Regions from separate parts of the Mus musculus genome. Here all the other regions are linked to region 1. Evidence: chromatin contacts called from public HiChIP or PLAC-seq data. All regions are on one chromosome and are shown on one strand. The core of a region is the stretch at or near the end of the contact, and the rest is flanking DNA. Distances in the headings are between cores, read along the strand shown. Region 1 holds the start of Krt23 (keratin 23). Region 2 holds the start of Krt13 (keratin 13). Region 3 has its middle 17 kb from the start of Krt31. Region 4 holds the start of Krt33a (keratin 33A).

Region 1 (3,585 bases), core at 765-3,264:
GTTCAAGGCCCTCCGCAGCTACACAGCAAGTTGAAGGTCAGCCCCAGCTACATGAGACTCTGCCTCAAGTATGGAAAGAGTAATAACGATCCTCACTAAGCACAGAAACTCCTGGACCCTGTGGTGGTTCTGGCTTCTGCAGCAGAGCAGAGATACCAAGTGGCCCATTCTGTAGGAAGACCTTGGATCTAGATGAGGTCATGCCCTGCTGGCAGGGCACCAAATTCATTCCAGAGAATTCAGAAAATGATTATTGAAGGAAACAACCTTCAAACCTATCTTTGCAAGGAAGAGACAAAGTCTTGTACTCAACTACACTGCACATGCAAATAGCCTCGAATCACTCACCTCTGCGAACCCCTGGTCCTTTATCAGCAAAGTGTATTATAACTGGGCAGTGTTTGCCTACCCCTGGTTATAGGCTCCATTCTCAGTAGCCCCCTACACACACACACACACACACACACACACACACACACACAACCCAATAGTTGTTATAAGGATTAAACAATGTCTAGGAGGCAGAGAAGGTCCATTACCATTATGGAAGAAGTACCATTATGGTCCTGTACAGGACCTCTTTGTGACTGATAGCAGTGCTATGTGGCTTCCCTAACTCAGTTCATCCTCCCCATATCCCATACAGGCCTCATTTTCCCTGATCTGTGCAGTTGGTGGCATTGAAGAGTGACACCAAAGTCTCTTCTGATAACTGACATTTTATTTTTTGTTTCGTATGTATGTGTGCCTCATGTTTGTGAGCATGGGGGTGGGAGAGGATGAGCACACCAGAAAGCAGCAAAGGTCACTGGGTGTCCTCCTCTGTCACCTTCTACCTTATTCCACTGAGACAGAGTCTCTCCTTAAACCAGGAGTTACACTGGTGGGCTCCAAGCCCCAGAGACCCTCCTGTCTCTGCACTCACACCAACAACGGAAAGGTGTAATAGCAACACCACACATAGACTCTGGGGATACACATAGACTGTGTGCATGGCTGGCCCAGCAAGGACCCTGACCCTCTGAACTATCTCCATAGACCCTGACAGCTTATTTCTACGTCATCTTTAAATGGAGTCACCAGTAACCAGCACAGAGCCCTTGCCCCAAACTACATCATTATTCACTCTCAACCTCTGCCTTGGCAGAAAGTTAAGATGCATCACACATGTCAGACCACCACGACGGGCTTCCTGTTTTCATAGCCCCTGCTGTAGATCGCATACAGGTCAATGGTCCGGGGACTCAACCAAAAAAAACAGAGACTGCCCAGGGCTACTGGTCAAATAGCAAAGCCATCTTTTCCTCCCTGGAGCCCAGGGACATCCCAGGCACAGGCTGGCTTGTTTGGTTTTGAGGTGTGCTGGGATCAAAGGCATCCTGGAAGCGGAAGGCCAGTCATTCATTAATTAATTACGACTGTAATTGAGGGTTTGTTCTGAAGAGTGATTCCTTTGAAATTACTTTCCATCAAACGGCAGCAGACACAAAGGAATCAGATATTCAGAGCCCTCTCTGTTTCCTTCCGCACGGGAGCAGATTTCCTCCAGGACTTGAGATTCTGGTTTGTTCTGGTTCTAACCTTGTAAGTCTTTCTTATCCTGGTGTAAGAGGGTTTATCTGGAGCACTGTGTGTGTGAGAGAGATTAATGGTTGGTTTTTTTTAAAAGAAAAGCTATACCACACCAGTCTTACTGTGGACTTTAATCTGACCTTTTTTGGGCGAATGTACATTGGAAATTTTCCACTGCGAGATTAGAAAGACATCTGAGATCTGCTACCCACCTGGTGGCCTGGGCCACGCCTCCGGGTTACCACTGGGAGGGAGGTGGTAACTGGCATATTCACGTGGTTCTAAACAACAACAGCAGAGTGTGTTGGCCCAGGGGCACCTCCGGATTGACCAAGAGGAAACACACATTGCACAATGATAGGATCTTGTCGGTACAGTTGTCAGAGAAGGAAACTCCCACAGCAAAGGGCATAAAACCATCTCAAGCAGTCTGAGGCAGTTCAGTCCTGTGAGCGTCAGAGAGCTGAGATAGCCCTGCTCCATACACAGATGGGACCATGAACTCCAGCCACAGCTTTAACCAGACCTACTCGGCCTCTGTCCACAGCCTCGGAAGCACCCGGGGGCGGCAGGGGAGCTGCCATCGGGCACCGAGTGTCCATGGAGGCGCAGGGGGTGTCCGCATCTCCCTTTCCTTCACCACGCCAGGCTGCCTGCCTCCTGGAGGATCATGGGGGTCTGGAAGAAGCAGTCCCCTGCTAGGTGGCAATGGCAAGGCCACCATGCAGAATCTCAACGATCGCCTGGCCACATATCTGGAGAAGGTGCGGGCTCTAGAGGAGGCTAACTCGAAGCTGGAAACCCGTATACTAAGGTGGCATCAGGAGAGAGAACCCAGCCACAGAAAGGATTATTCCCAGTATGAGGAAAACATCAGCCGCCTGCAGGAGCAGGTAAGACACTGAGAGAGACCCTGTAGCTATGGTACTGCCATACCCAGAGAGGATAGAGGGAGGGGGAACCAGACTGTGTGCATGGCAGTTCCCAGGGCAAACAGCAAAAAGAACTCAGCTCAAGTACTGCTCACCCAAATCTTACTGCTATAGCTTAAGTATGGATGGATTCGGGGAAATCTGTTTATAAAAATAATTTCCTCTCTGCAAATGATGTAGAAACCAGACAGCAAACATTTCAGATTTACTATACACTATCTTTTAAACAGCAAAACTGCCTGGTTTTCTACACACTTTAAAACATGGGGGGGTGGGGCGGGGGGTGAACCAAATATGTGAGCCTTAGGAGTGTCAGACAGCCTGTCACCGTGCAAGTATCACGTAAGATCCAACGACATCACAGAAATGATAAGGCTGCTATGCAGGGTGCACCCTCGGTACACAAGGCCCAGGAGAGAATTTGCTTCCAAATCAGATCAGTTCTGCTCCACCTCAGAGGCCTGACGACAGTGTGACTCTCTATCAACAAAAGGCTGAGTTACGCTACTGTGTAGGTCATGCGGAAAAAGCTGTCTCTCCAGCAGCAGATAGATCGTGGACATCCCTGGATATTTTTCTAGGAACTGCTAAAAGATAAAGTGGGTCACACTTCTGATAAAGGCATATTGCTGGGGGTGGGGGGGTGAGAATAGTAAAATTGGGCATTTAAAAACTGGAGAGATGGGCTTCCCAAAGAATACCATGCTTCCCAGTCAAACACCTAAGATGCTCAGCTTCTACTTTCTGGGATGCCTGGATACAAGCAGAGGGGTGACAGTCATCTCACAGTTGTGTTCTTAAAGCTATAACCCTTCCCTTTGTATGAAGGAGCATGATTTAACCCCCGCACCCCCGGAAAGGCCATTGCAGGCTTCCAATATTAATACCATATTATTTCACAATGCTCAGCCATCTTTGCTTGAATGTAGGAAGGACCAATCAAGATAACATAAATCTGTCCTTGTAATGACCCCTAATTATTGAATAATCGGCCTAATAACCAAGTGCGTAATTGCCTTAACTACAGAGTGCGCGGTCGTCTCTGTGAAGAAAACAAGGTGACTCAACATCCTCACGCTGT
Region 2 (3,585 bases), core at 284-2,783, 630 kb before region 1:
TGATGTGGAGACATTCCCTGATTTCTACCCTCTACACAATAGGACCATCACTCAATTGTGACAGTTCAAACAACTCTTAACACTGTGGAATGTCCTTTGGGGAACCATAGACTCTGTTGGAGGCTATGGACTTACCTCTGGTGACAGAAGCTGGAAGAATGATTTGATCAGGGGTGTGGGTTGCAGGTATATACTCAGAAGAGGTATCATGAGTTTTCAGAGTGCTAGAAAGTTCTGGAAGGTGATTGCACAGGAGATGCATAGGTGATAGTGCAATTGAACACTTATGATTTATAAACTTTATTCTATACAAAATGGATCTAAAATGAGTCTTGGGCATGGTATAACTAGCCTTGGGGTTCAGTTCTGATTCTACTTTATGACTTGGTTCTCTGTGTAAAGTGGGAGATACTAGAGAAGCCACCTCTCGGGGCTGCTGCTAAGATCCTTGAGAGTGAGTGCAGAACTTGTGAGATGCTCAGCAGACCCGAGTTTCATTCCTGGGACACACAATGTAGGCGAGCATTCACTCCTGACACTTGTCCTCTGATCTCCACAGTGTACGGCACTAGTACTAGTGCACAAAATAAATATATACAATTAGAAATTGAGTGTAAAATACTTAGGCTCTAAGCATCTTAGTGGGGTTGCTGTCTCTTCCTGTGTCTTGGTCTCCTCAGCTAGGTTTGCTTTCTGAGGTCTCTTAGGGTCTCTTAGTGTTGCTTTTTATAGCCATTTTCTTCTTTATTTTAATATTTATTTTTAACTATTGGTTATGATTGTCTGACTGCATGTATTTTGTGCATCATGAGTGTTTATGGTGCCTACAAAGTCCAGAGGAGGGAATGGGATACCCTGGAACAGGAGTTACAGACAGTTGTAAGCCCTCATATGGGTGTCAGGACCAGAACTTGGGTCCTTGCCCAGAATAGCAAATATTCTTAACCATGGAGCCAACTCTCCAGCCCCTAGAACCATTTCTTTTTCAGGCTCAAGGTGTCCAATGAGGCTAATTCTTTATGATCAACAAAATTTGTGATCAGAATTGTTGGGAGCATTGGCATAGATGAAGAGCTAAGGGGTTTCCAGAACATTCCATCCAGCCATTTTAGAGGTAGAAAAGAAGGGTGGTGAGGGCTATGGGGATTTCACCCAGCATGGGGCCACTTTGCAGTCTGGCCTTCCCCCCTCTCCCCCAAGGAGGCTATCTGATAGACCCTTGTGGTTCAGTCCCTGTTCTAATACTGGGCAGGGCTGGGATATGGAACTTCTTAACTGGAAAGGTGAAGTAGAATTTGGTTGTCAAAAGAAGTCTGAAGCAGAACACTGCTCCCTCTGAATCATCCCTTTTGTTAAGGATTAAAAAGAAAAAAGCCACCCCAAAGACATAACCCACCCTAGAGAGTAGAGGTAACTGGGCTTGTGGGAAAGGAGGAACAGCTGGCATCAGGTCAGAGGGTGGGGAAGGGAGGAGAGAGGATGTCCCACCCCTGTGGAGGACGCATAAAAGGCATGCACGGCAGGGAAGTGCCATAGTCTTCTCTTGGCCTTGGTCAAGTTCAGCTCCTGTCTGCTCTCTCTCTCTCACCTTCTTGCTCCCACCATGAGCTGCCGCTTCCAGAGTTCCTCCATGAGCTATGGAGGTGGTTTCGGAGCTGGTTCTTGCCAGCTTGGAGGAGGCCGTAATATCTCCTCCTGCTCATCTCGGTTTGTCACTGGAGGGTCAGCTGGAGGCTATGGAGGGGGCATGAGCTGTGGCTTTGGTGGAGGAGCTGGTGGTGGCTTTGGAGGTGGCTTTGGAGGTGGCTTTGGAGGTAGCTATGGCGGAGGTTTTGGCGGTGGCTTTGGTGACTTCGGAGGTGTCGATGGTGGCCTCCTCTCTGGCAACGAGAAGATCACCATGCAGAACCTCAATGACCGCCTGGCCAGCTACCTGGATAAGGTGCGCGCCTTGGAGGCAGCCAATGCCGACCTGGAGGTGAAGATTCGTGACTGGCATCTGAAACAGAGCCCAGCTAGTCCAGAGCGGGACTACAGTGCTTATTATAAGACCATCGAGGAGCTCCGGATCAAGGTGAGGCCTCTGATGCTAAGAAGTTTTCCTCAGGACAGGGCAGAGCCTCAGAGGCCAGGCCATGCAGTGTTACAGACGACCAGGTGTGGATGGAATCGACCTTCTTCTTGCAAGGGGAATATTGTAACTTTGTACTACCGAGAGTCTCCGCTACTGAAATTTTCTTATGCCATGACCCAAATGCATTCTCTCCCACACTTCATGTTTATTGGTGTCATGACTCCTGCCAAGTCTTTTTTTAATGGCTTCCTGAACTGTTACTTGTGACTCAGTTGCTATAACCTACGACTGACTTACTTGGAAATGTGACATTTTAAAAAAGTCACTGCAAACGGATAAACCGGATAAAGAAAAGATATCGTTGTTCACTGTTTATTTTGGAGAAACCCCATAGACTTATTCTCAGTGGGCAATGACTCAGAGGGTGTAAAGAGGCTGAGACTCAGGCTGGTACAGAGCCTGGAAGCCCTCAGTGTGGCCTGTCAATCACACTGCGACACCAACTTGTCAGAGCAGAAGTCTACTAGCCTGGGTCAGGCCCCAATTACACAAAGCAGGCTTTAAATGCTTACGCTGTAAATGTTCAGGCATTCAAGTGGATGCCTGAGTTCAAGAGAGTTGAGTGGATGGGTTTTCCTCTTTGCTTATCTGGGAGGTCAGCTCCAGGAGCATGGCCAGAATACATCTGGAGTCACACTGAGCCCCTTCTGATCTGAAGGGGGAAAGCTATCAAGACAGTGACTTAGGGAGTTGATAGCTCTGAGATACGACTACTGGAAGATGTTCTGAGTGGGTGGGGCCTCTGAAATGGCCATCATTGGTCTCTCCCACCCTGGTCTGATGGGGAATATTCAAGAGGAAAAGGAGAGAGTTGGCTTTGCCTCCTGCTTTCTCAGAGTGCTTAAGCAGAAGTAAGGTGAGTTTTGCTTTCTAAGCCCAGCTTTAGCGTGTCCCTTCCATGCTTTGTAGATTCTGGAAGCCACCACGGACAACAACCGGATCATCCTGGAGATTGACAATGCCAGGCTGGCTGCAGATGACTTCAGGCTCAAGTGAGTTCATTCTCCTTACGAGTCTTTCCCCAAAGACTCTTGCTTTAGACTCTAAACTTTAAAGGAGTGGCCACTTGGTGGGAGACACTGGAGCATCCAGGAGCAAGGGCCTTGGAGTTGTAGAGGAATTCAGTGTATGGGGGTGGGATGCATCTAATATTATTTGTTTTGCTTTAATTAAAAAAATATTCCAGGTACGAAAATGAGCTGACCTTGCGCCAGAGCGTGGAGGCCGACATCAACGGCCTGCGCAGGGTGCTGGATGAGCTGACTCTGGCTAAGACTGACCTGGAAATGCAGATTGAGAGCCTGAATGAAGAACTGGCTTACCTGAAGAAGAACCACGAAGAGGTGAGAGGGGATGACAGGCCGGCCATGGGCCGAACCGCCTTTGATGAGCAAGGAGAGCCCTCTGTTGCAGGCTGACATTGCCACCAGCTGAGGGATTCGGAAGAGTCT
Region 3 (3,585 bases), core at 400-2,899, 570 kb before region 1:
CTTTGTCTCGTAGAATTCTTTGGTTCCTTCTTCTGAAATGATTCTTGAGCCTCAGGTGCAACTAAAGGACGCTGAGAAAGGGGGACATAGTCTTCCCTAGGGAAGAAGATGCCAATTGGTTGTCTAATATCAAATGGTCAGCTAGGAAACACAGAAGTAACAGTGGAGGGATTGAGCAGAACGTGTTTATAAATTTAGGAACACATACACACATGCACACATACACACAGAGGCACAGGCACACGCACACGCACACACATACACACACACACACACCAGCATCAACTATAGAATAAGAGACTATGAATTTGAAAGAGAGCAAGGGGATACGTTGGAGAGGTTGGAGGGAGAAAAAAAGGAGAGATGATCTAATATTATATTATAGTAAACATTTAAGTCAACTCTCAGACTCTCTGTGGGGGAGAGGCTTTGCTCTCAAATCAGCTTGCCCCAGAGCAGCGTTCACATCAAAAGTGCTCCTTTGGAATGACGCACGTGGCCCAGCTGTTCATTTAACACAATGTCTCTGGATGATGCTTTTTGGCCGGGTATTGAGAACACATGAATGTGCAGGGCAAAGGTTTTGTTAGAATTTTTGATGGGAACTTCTTATGGTATTGGCAATGCTGATTTCAGAGCTCTAGAGGCGTTCTCCAAACCCTCCGAATTTGAGAGTTTTGCCATGGTCTTCATGGCTGAATGTAGTGGTACCTAGGTTTCCTACTTCATCCTTCCCTATTGCAGAAACACACACAGAATTTTAATAAAAAACTTAAATTACATATTATATATATATGAGTGCTTTGCTTGAATGCATGTATGTGCATCCCATGTGTGTCTGGTGCCTGTGAAGGTCAGAAGAGAGTGTCGGATCCCCTGAAACTGGAGTTAACAGCTGAAAGCCATCATGTGGGTGCTGGGTATTGAACCTGCGTCCTCTGCAAGAGCAGCAAGCACTCTTAACTGCTGAGCCATCTCTCCAGCTCCAAGTGAACAGAACTCCTGTCTGAAGATGAGGTATCTATGGTCCTGAGCCTCCTTAGCAACTTAGAGAGATGGCTATCTGAGGTCTGGGCTCAACCGGAGGCAGAGAACTAGAAACAGTAGAAGCTTGTGGGCACCAGGGCCTACTTGTGGGGTGTGATTAACATGTACTAGAGCCTTCTGGAGAGTGAGTGCTGCACGTATGTAATGTAGGCGAACCCTGGCCAAACCACATACCAGGCTGTCAGGCCATTCCTCAGCAATAACTGAAGTGCTTGCGGATCTCAGCACAAAGAACACACCTTCCTGTGTATCTTTGTCTAGTGACTCATGCACCTCTACGCTGACAGAATGTTACATAAATGACAGACACGCCCTCTCGTGGCCCCATCCTCAGCCTTCAGAACGCTGAATGACACAGATGCTAGTAACAGTGGATCTGTCAGCATGGGTTCCTTTGATTTGTGTGCCTAGTTGATAGCACGCTTCCTGTTCAGTCCTTTGGGCCTCATTTTTGTCTGTTGACCACTGAAGTATCTTTCATGTTCTCTTGTTTAGCTCGTTCTTTCTTCTCTCCCTGCAGCCTCCCCCACCATCGCCACTGACCGGGACTGCGTGTTTCCTTTGCCTCTCTCTCAAGCTGTGACCTGTCAACCACAAGCCCCACTTTGCCTACGGAGACGGTGCTGGAGATGATGCTGAAGTCAGGATTCCAATGCAGGGAGGGTATCACGGAGGTGGCGCTGGGGTCATGGTGTTTCCATCTCCTCCATTCTTAACCTTTTCAAAAGACCAGATTGCCCTGGAGACATTTCTACTAAAATGCAAGCAGTAGATGCTTCCAAATATTGGCTTTCTGTTAGCCCTTATGCTGTATTTCTTTGAAATTTAATTTGGCAAGAGTGTCGTTATCTTCCGTTAAAGCTCACATTGTTCTCAGTGTCTCTTCTGGGGTTTGGGTTCTAGTCCATTGTCCCAGAGATTTTTAAGATGCGACTGTGCGCCTGCTTCACGTGGACCGCCACCCACCGTGCACGTCAGTTGCTGTTATTTTGGTGTTGCTCTTCATGTGGTGGTCTTCAAGTTGTTGGATCCTCATTGGCCTTGCCACATTACTGCAGCTGGGTCTTAAGTCCCTGGGAGAATGCTCTTTCCTGACTCTCGGTGTGCACTTTGCCTGTAGTTCCCCAACGACTCCTGTTGCCAGGCTCGGATTCCTTCAGAACAGCTAAGAACTAACATGTCCCTACCGTGCTTTTGGCATCTTTGGCCTCTTGGTATTTTATCCGAGAGCAAACTCAGCCCTCTTAGAGATCCAGTTTAGTTAAAAGGAGCTTGGTCATGTTGAGAATTGCTTTGACCGAGTTGCCAAGTTTTATCTCTCATTCAGATTGGCCCCTGTCACAGAAGCATGAAATTCCTTAGGCCTGGAGGCCCAGCGTGGGTACTGGGGACAATTGTCTTGGTTCTGGCTCGATGCCCAGAGATGTACTTTTTTTTTTTTGAGAAGCATTGTCATAGATTTCTCAGTTCTCTGTCTTCGTTGCCCCACAAATTCTGGCTTTGAGGATTGCAGTTGACACTAGAACCCTCTAGGTCACTATCACCTCTTAACCAGGGTTCTGGAAAAGACCAAAGTGGTCCTTAGCAGGCCGTGATGGAAAGGCAGATGGAAAAGCAGTCCCGAGGGGCTAGGCTTTGCCAGGAGCTCCTGACTTTGGCAGGCACAGAATATGCCCGCAAGAACAAAATCTCCAATCCTAGCTTACCTGTGTATCTGGGAGAGGAGAGGAGAGGAGAGGAGAAGAGAGGAGAGGAGAGGAGAGGAAGAGGAGAGGAAGAGGAAGAGGAAGAGGAGAGGGGAGGAGAACAAAGCATAGATACCTTTCTTTGCTGCTACATCATTTGGAAGATAGAAAACTTTTGCTAGAGTCAGACAGAGCTGATCTCAGATGCTGCCTGGTGATGCTAGCCTGAGTCACTACAGTGGTGACCCCTTGATGCCTAGTCCTCAATGGAAGAAGTAGAATTATTACCATTTCTTTCCATTAGGTTGAGGGAGAGCTCACACAATGTTCCTGGCAGGTGGCAGGGACGTAGTAGATACCGCTTATGGAGAACCAGTGGGGACTGTCTGTCCAGCAGGAGGGAAGAGCTGGTGAGGTGCACTCCCAGGGTCAACTTGAGGAGCCCTAGCTGTCTATGGTGGTGGCCTGGAAGTGTGACAATAGCTCTTGTCTATAACCATGGTTCTTTCTAGAACCATGATTGCTACTAGAGACTTATTTCTCCTTTTGAGTGGTCCATCTGACACTAGGCAAATAGGTTTTTGTGTTATCACAAGCCTAGAATATCTCTCTCTGTCTCTATCTGTCGGTCTTTCTGTCTGTCTGTCTGTCTGTCTCTCTGTGTGTATGTGCATGCACTCATATGTGATATACCCGTCAAATTGCTGTATGAAAAATTGAGTTTACTCCCAGAGACTGGTGTTCCTGTCAAGTTTGGACGGAGGAATTTCTTTTTGCAGTGGGCAGTGGTAACTACAGAGATTCATAATTGGTCTAAATGCGGAGAATAAGTGGTTGTTGGATACTCAGTCCT
Region 4 (3,585 bases), core at 532-3,031, 520 kb before region 1:
CATTGTTTCTCCCTTTGTCTCCACTTCTCTGGAATTTCCAAAGTCTGGCCCTCAGCTCTTGCTTCTCTCTCTCTCTTCTTTCCCTCTGCCCATCTCTGTACTTCTCACACCTGCACCCTAGTCATACCCATATCTGTCATTAACGTTCCTATCATAACTCTATCCTTTGATTCCCTTTGCCCCCTTTTGCTGCTTGCCTAGACTGCTATAATAACCTCCTTGATGGTCTGTCTGCGTCCAGCCTTTTCATTCTTTTTCTGAAACTGTCTCTTCTGTCTGTCTCTCTGTCTCTGTCTCTGTCTCTCTCTCTGTGAACATTTGTCAAAATGGTACCTCAAAACTTTTGTCATACCCCAGGTTCCAAAACTCCCATGGATGCTGATACCAGGGTGATCCAAGTCTTCCATTGTGCACTGGTAGCAAGTGACTTCAGCCTCATTAGATAATTTTATCTTCTACCATTTCCCTTCACTGATGCCTACACTTGGGTTCCTCCACCATGCTGGGTTTTCTTGCTGTGTCATGGTGCGTGTACTAAATCTCACCTGGACTTCCTGGTTTTACTCTCTCTGTTTCTTAGACAGCACACTGCACTACGTCCCGGCACAGGTCCATGTCTGTGAACCTGCAAACCTGATGATGCTTGCTTTTCCCAACATGCAAACCTCTCACATGCTACCTGTCACTTCCTGCTTCCGATATTTGCTTCTTGTTTACATCTTCATCTATTTGGTCCATACTCGCTCAATATGTTCATCGTGTAACAAGGTCCTAGAACTGGAGCTCAAAGATGAATTGCACCCTGCCCTTTCGGTCAGAAGCTCAAACAGAGAGATAAAAGCAAAAGTCAGGACGATGCCATGCTCAAGGTAGAGCAGAAGGAGAGCTCAGAGAGGAGATAAGACCTGACTGAAGAGGTTCAGAAGGGAACCGGGTTCCTTGTCCAGTGGCAATGTGAAATGATGAACAGAAGCCGGCGTTAGGCTTGTATAACCACATAGCATCTCCTACCTGCGACACGTTGGTTTGCTGTGTGTAAAATAGGAACAACATCATTTACCTTGAAGATTTGTGCCAAGGGATGGTGAGATCCAAAAGTTGTAAAACAATGCCAGCCAACAGGACTGTCTGGGAACTGTGCAGGTGTCCAACAAGTGGGAGTTCCCTCTGCCTGTAGCACTTGTCCACCTTCCTCTCCTTGAAGTGTCTAGTACCTCGATTGAGATAAGATGCGATCCTAGTGCTGTCTGCGATGTGATTGGTGGACGGTATCTACAAGCAGGGTCACAAAGAAGCTAGGCTATCTCAGCACCTGGTTTTCGTTTGTTTGTTTGTTTGTTTGTTTGTTTGTTGTTTGAAAACTGTGATTCTGACCTTTGGAAATCGGGCATAGGAAGAATTCTGCTTCTCTGTTTCATTGAGCAGGACCAGTGGCTCACTCAAGTGTCAGGGGCCCTCACAGAGTAGCAGCACTGTCCCTTGACCTACCACACCCTATTAATGAAGGTTGGGCCTTTCATGAGACCTACCCTTTGAAGTCATACCACCAAGCTCTTACCTCATGATGGATGGCACGGCAAGGAGTCCCGACTGAGGGAGAAGCCCAAGTAAAGCCTTTTATGAGGTAAGGGAGTCTTCTGAGGAAGCAGAGCAAATGAATGGGGTAGCCTTTGACCATCACTAAATGAGCAAAGCCAAAAGAAAAAAGAGAGAGAGACTGACTTATACGTCCCCACCCAATTTGGAGTGGATATAAAAGCTCACCAGAGGAAGGGGACTCAGAGCTCTGAGGCTTGGAGAATACACACCTCATCTTCAGCCAGGCACCTCCCTCCCTCCAGCACCATGCCATACAACTGCTGCCTGCCCGCCATGAGCTGCCGCACCAGCTGCTCTTCCAGGCCCTGCGTGCCCCCCAGCTGCCATGGCTGCACCCTGCCCGGGGCCTGCAACATCCCCGCCAATGTGGGCAACTGCAATTGGTTCTGTGAGGGCTCCTTCAATGGCAATGAGAAGGAGACCATGCAGTTCCTGAATGACCGCCTGGCCTCCTATATGGAGAAGGTGAGGCAGCTGGAGAGAGAGAATGCAGAGCTGGAATGTAGGATCCAGGAGAGGAACCAGCAGCAGGACCCCCTGGTGTGTCCTGCCTACCAGGCCTACTTCAGGACCATTGAGGAGCTGCAGCAGAAGGTGAGCGGGACGGGCACCCACAGCATTCCTAGCAGGAAGTTCTCAGGAGAACGTGTGAGACACAGAAATGACATGAACTCTTGGCGTGGTGGAAAATTTGATAACCACATTTCCAGCTTTTTAAGCATTTTTTTTCTTGTGGACTCTTCTATTTGCAGACTGGAGACTGTTAGTTTTGAATCTTGGCAGAAATTAGACTTGGTGGAGGTCATAGGAGTTTAGATAACCCCCACTATTATTAAGAGTGGTCTGTGGGTGTTTCTGAGCTCTGAAAGTATTTCCTTAAGGAAAGAGAAAAGGACTGAGCCAAAGAAGGAAGTCATGTAGTAGGAAGGACCAGGTTTTTTTCTCTCTTAACTTGGTATGTTGCTACTCTGACCTCTGGTTGACCTCTTTTGGGCACCTTACCACTCTGATCTCATTATCTTGACCCTGGAATTTCCTTGGTGCACCTTGTACAGTGAGGAATAAGAGTATTTCACTAAAACCAGAAATATTAGACACTAAATAGAAATGGTCCCAAGCCATCCAGGATGGCCCTGAGAACAGGAACAACCTCCATTGCCTCTGCCCCTGTGTTTCTGCTTTATGTATTCATCTTGCCAACTTGACTGAAAGTTTGTTAAAGTGCAATATTTTTTTAACTTTTAGAGCCTTTCTAACCAAACACCAGTTGTTTTAAACAAATACAAATTGTTTTTATCAGTTTATTAATATTCCTTATTAAGAAAGGAGAAAAATAAGATCATCTGCTGATAAATTTTTGTTTATTTGCATGTCTGCCTCCAGATTTAGTCCCTCAAGTATTTTTTGAGCATTTATTGTATATGAATAGCATGTAATAGACACACAATATGCTGTAATTAAAAAAATATTCTGATGTTTCCATATAAACAAATTAAGAGGATTTCTCTTGATAAAAAGAGCCACCCTCCTGCTCATTATACAATGTTTTTGGATCTCTAGATCTTGTGTGGCAAATCTGAGAACGCCAGGCTGGTCGTGCAGATCGACAATGCCAAGCTGGCTTCTGATGACTTCAGGACCAAGTGAGTGGGTGGATCAGTGGGGCGTTATTGCTTGTCTCTACCTCCCTTTTCTCTCTTCCCTTTTTCTGTTGTTCACACAGGCCTGTGTTGATCCAGATTTCCCCTAGGAGTTTCTCCAAGATCTACACTCCCTCCTCTTCCCTCTTCCCTTTTGTAGAATGGCATCTCTAGCCCTAACCTCAACTCCACCAAACTGTATGTCTGTGACTAGCCTAGTCTTCTACTGTGTGCAGGACTCAGTCATAAGAATGTGTGAGGTTCTTTCCTTCTGGAAGCCTCGAAGTTTACAAGCTCTTATCTCCTCAGATTCCCTGTCTTTGTGAAAATAATTAACATACACTTC

What was found. HiChIP or PLAC-seq counts read pairs in DNA pulled down with a chosen protein or histone mark.
Region 2: a contact with region 1 is called in an HNF4G HiChIP or PLAC-seq map of pancreatic cancer cells. The contact joins the promoter of Krt13 here to the promoter of Krt23 in region 1. A contact is called at or near these places in 10 of 39 promoter capture datasets (the HPC-7 cell line, cranial neural crest, embryonic stem cells and 5 more), 1 of 15 datasets of contacts at CTCF or cohesin (the NIH/3T3 cell line), 3 of 115 datasets of contacts at active chromatin or transcription factors (extraembryonic endoderm stem cells, pancreatic cancer cells and trophoblast stem cells) and 3 of 9 other capture datasets (adipose tissue, embryonic stem cells and macrophages).
Region 3: a contact with region 1 is called in an HNF4G HiChIP or PLAC-seq map of pancreatic cancer cells. The contact joins the enhancer-like site here to the promoter of Krt23 in region 1. A contact is called at or near these places in 16 of 39 promoter capture datasets (3T3-L1-derived adipocytes, the C10 cell line, the HPC-7 cell line and 11 more), 3 of 115 datasets of contacts at active chromatin or transcription factors (extraembryonic endoderm stem cells, pancreatic cancer cells and trophoblast stem cells) and 3 of 9 other capture datasets (adipose tissue, embryonic stem cells and liver).
Region 4: a FOXA1 HiChIP or PLAC-seq map of pancreatic cancer cells shows a contact between it and region 1. The contact joins the promoter of Krt33a here to the promoter of Krt23 in region 1. A contact is called at or near these places in 18 of 39 promoter capture datasets (3T3-L1-derived adipocytes, the C10 cell line, the HPC-7 cell line and 13 more), 2 of 484 Hi-C or Micro-C datasets (the MC38 cell line and hematopoietic stem and progenitor cells), 3 of 115 datasets of contacts at active chromatin or transcription factors (differentiating embryonic stem cells, pancreatic cancer cells and trophoblast stem cells) and 2 of 9 other capture datasets (adipose tissue and embryonic stem cells).

What each region holds. Positions count from the first base shown.
Region 1 is chr11:99,491,549-99,495,133 of GRCm38.p6, reverse strand. It overlaps Krt23 (keratin 23), which reads left to right and starts at 2,014. Exons shown (of 8, transcript NM_033373.2): 1 at 2,014-2,465. The coding sequence starts at 2,070.
Region 2 is chr11:100,119,514-100,123,098 of GRCm38.p6, reverse strand. It overlaps Krt13 (keratin 13), which reads left to right and starts at 1,533. Exons shown (of 8, transcript NM_010662.2): 1 at 1,533-2,074; 2 at 3,044-3,126; 3 at 3,321-3,477. The coding sequence starts at 1,604.
Region 3 is chr11:100,065,530-100,069,114 of GRCm38.p6, reverse strand. No RefSeq gene overlaps it. Among named protein-coding and RNA genes, the nearest start is that of Krt31, 17 kb to the right of the region's middle. Within about 2 kb of position 1,649, at least 38 of the 459 cell types and tissues checked have an H3K27ac peak or open chromatin away from gene starts, as enhancers often do. A contact at or near this core is called in pancreatic cancer cells and trophoblast stem cells, where this site is marked.
Region 4 is chr11:100,014,408-100,017,992 of GRCm38.p6, reverse strand. Krt33a (keratin 33A) reads left to right here and starts at 1,781. Exons shown (of 7, transcript NM_027983.3): 1 at 1,781-2,193; 2 at 3,160-3,242. The coding sequence starts at 1,846.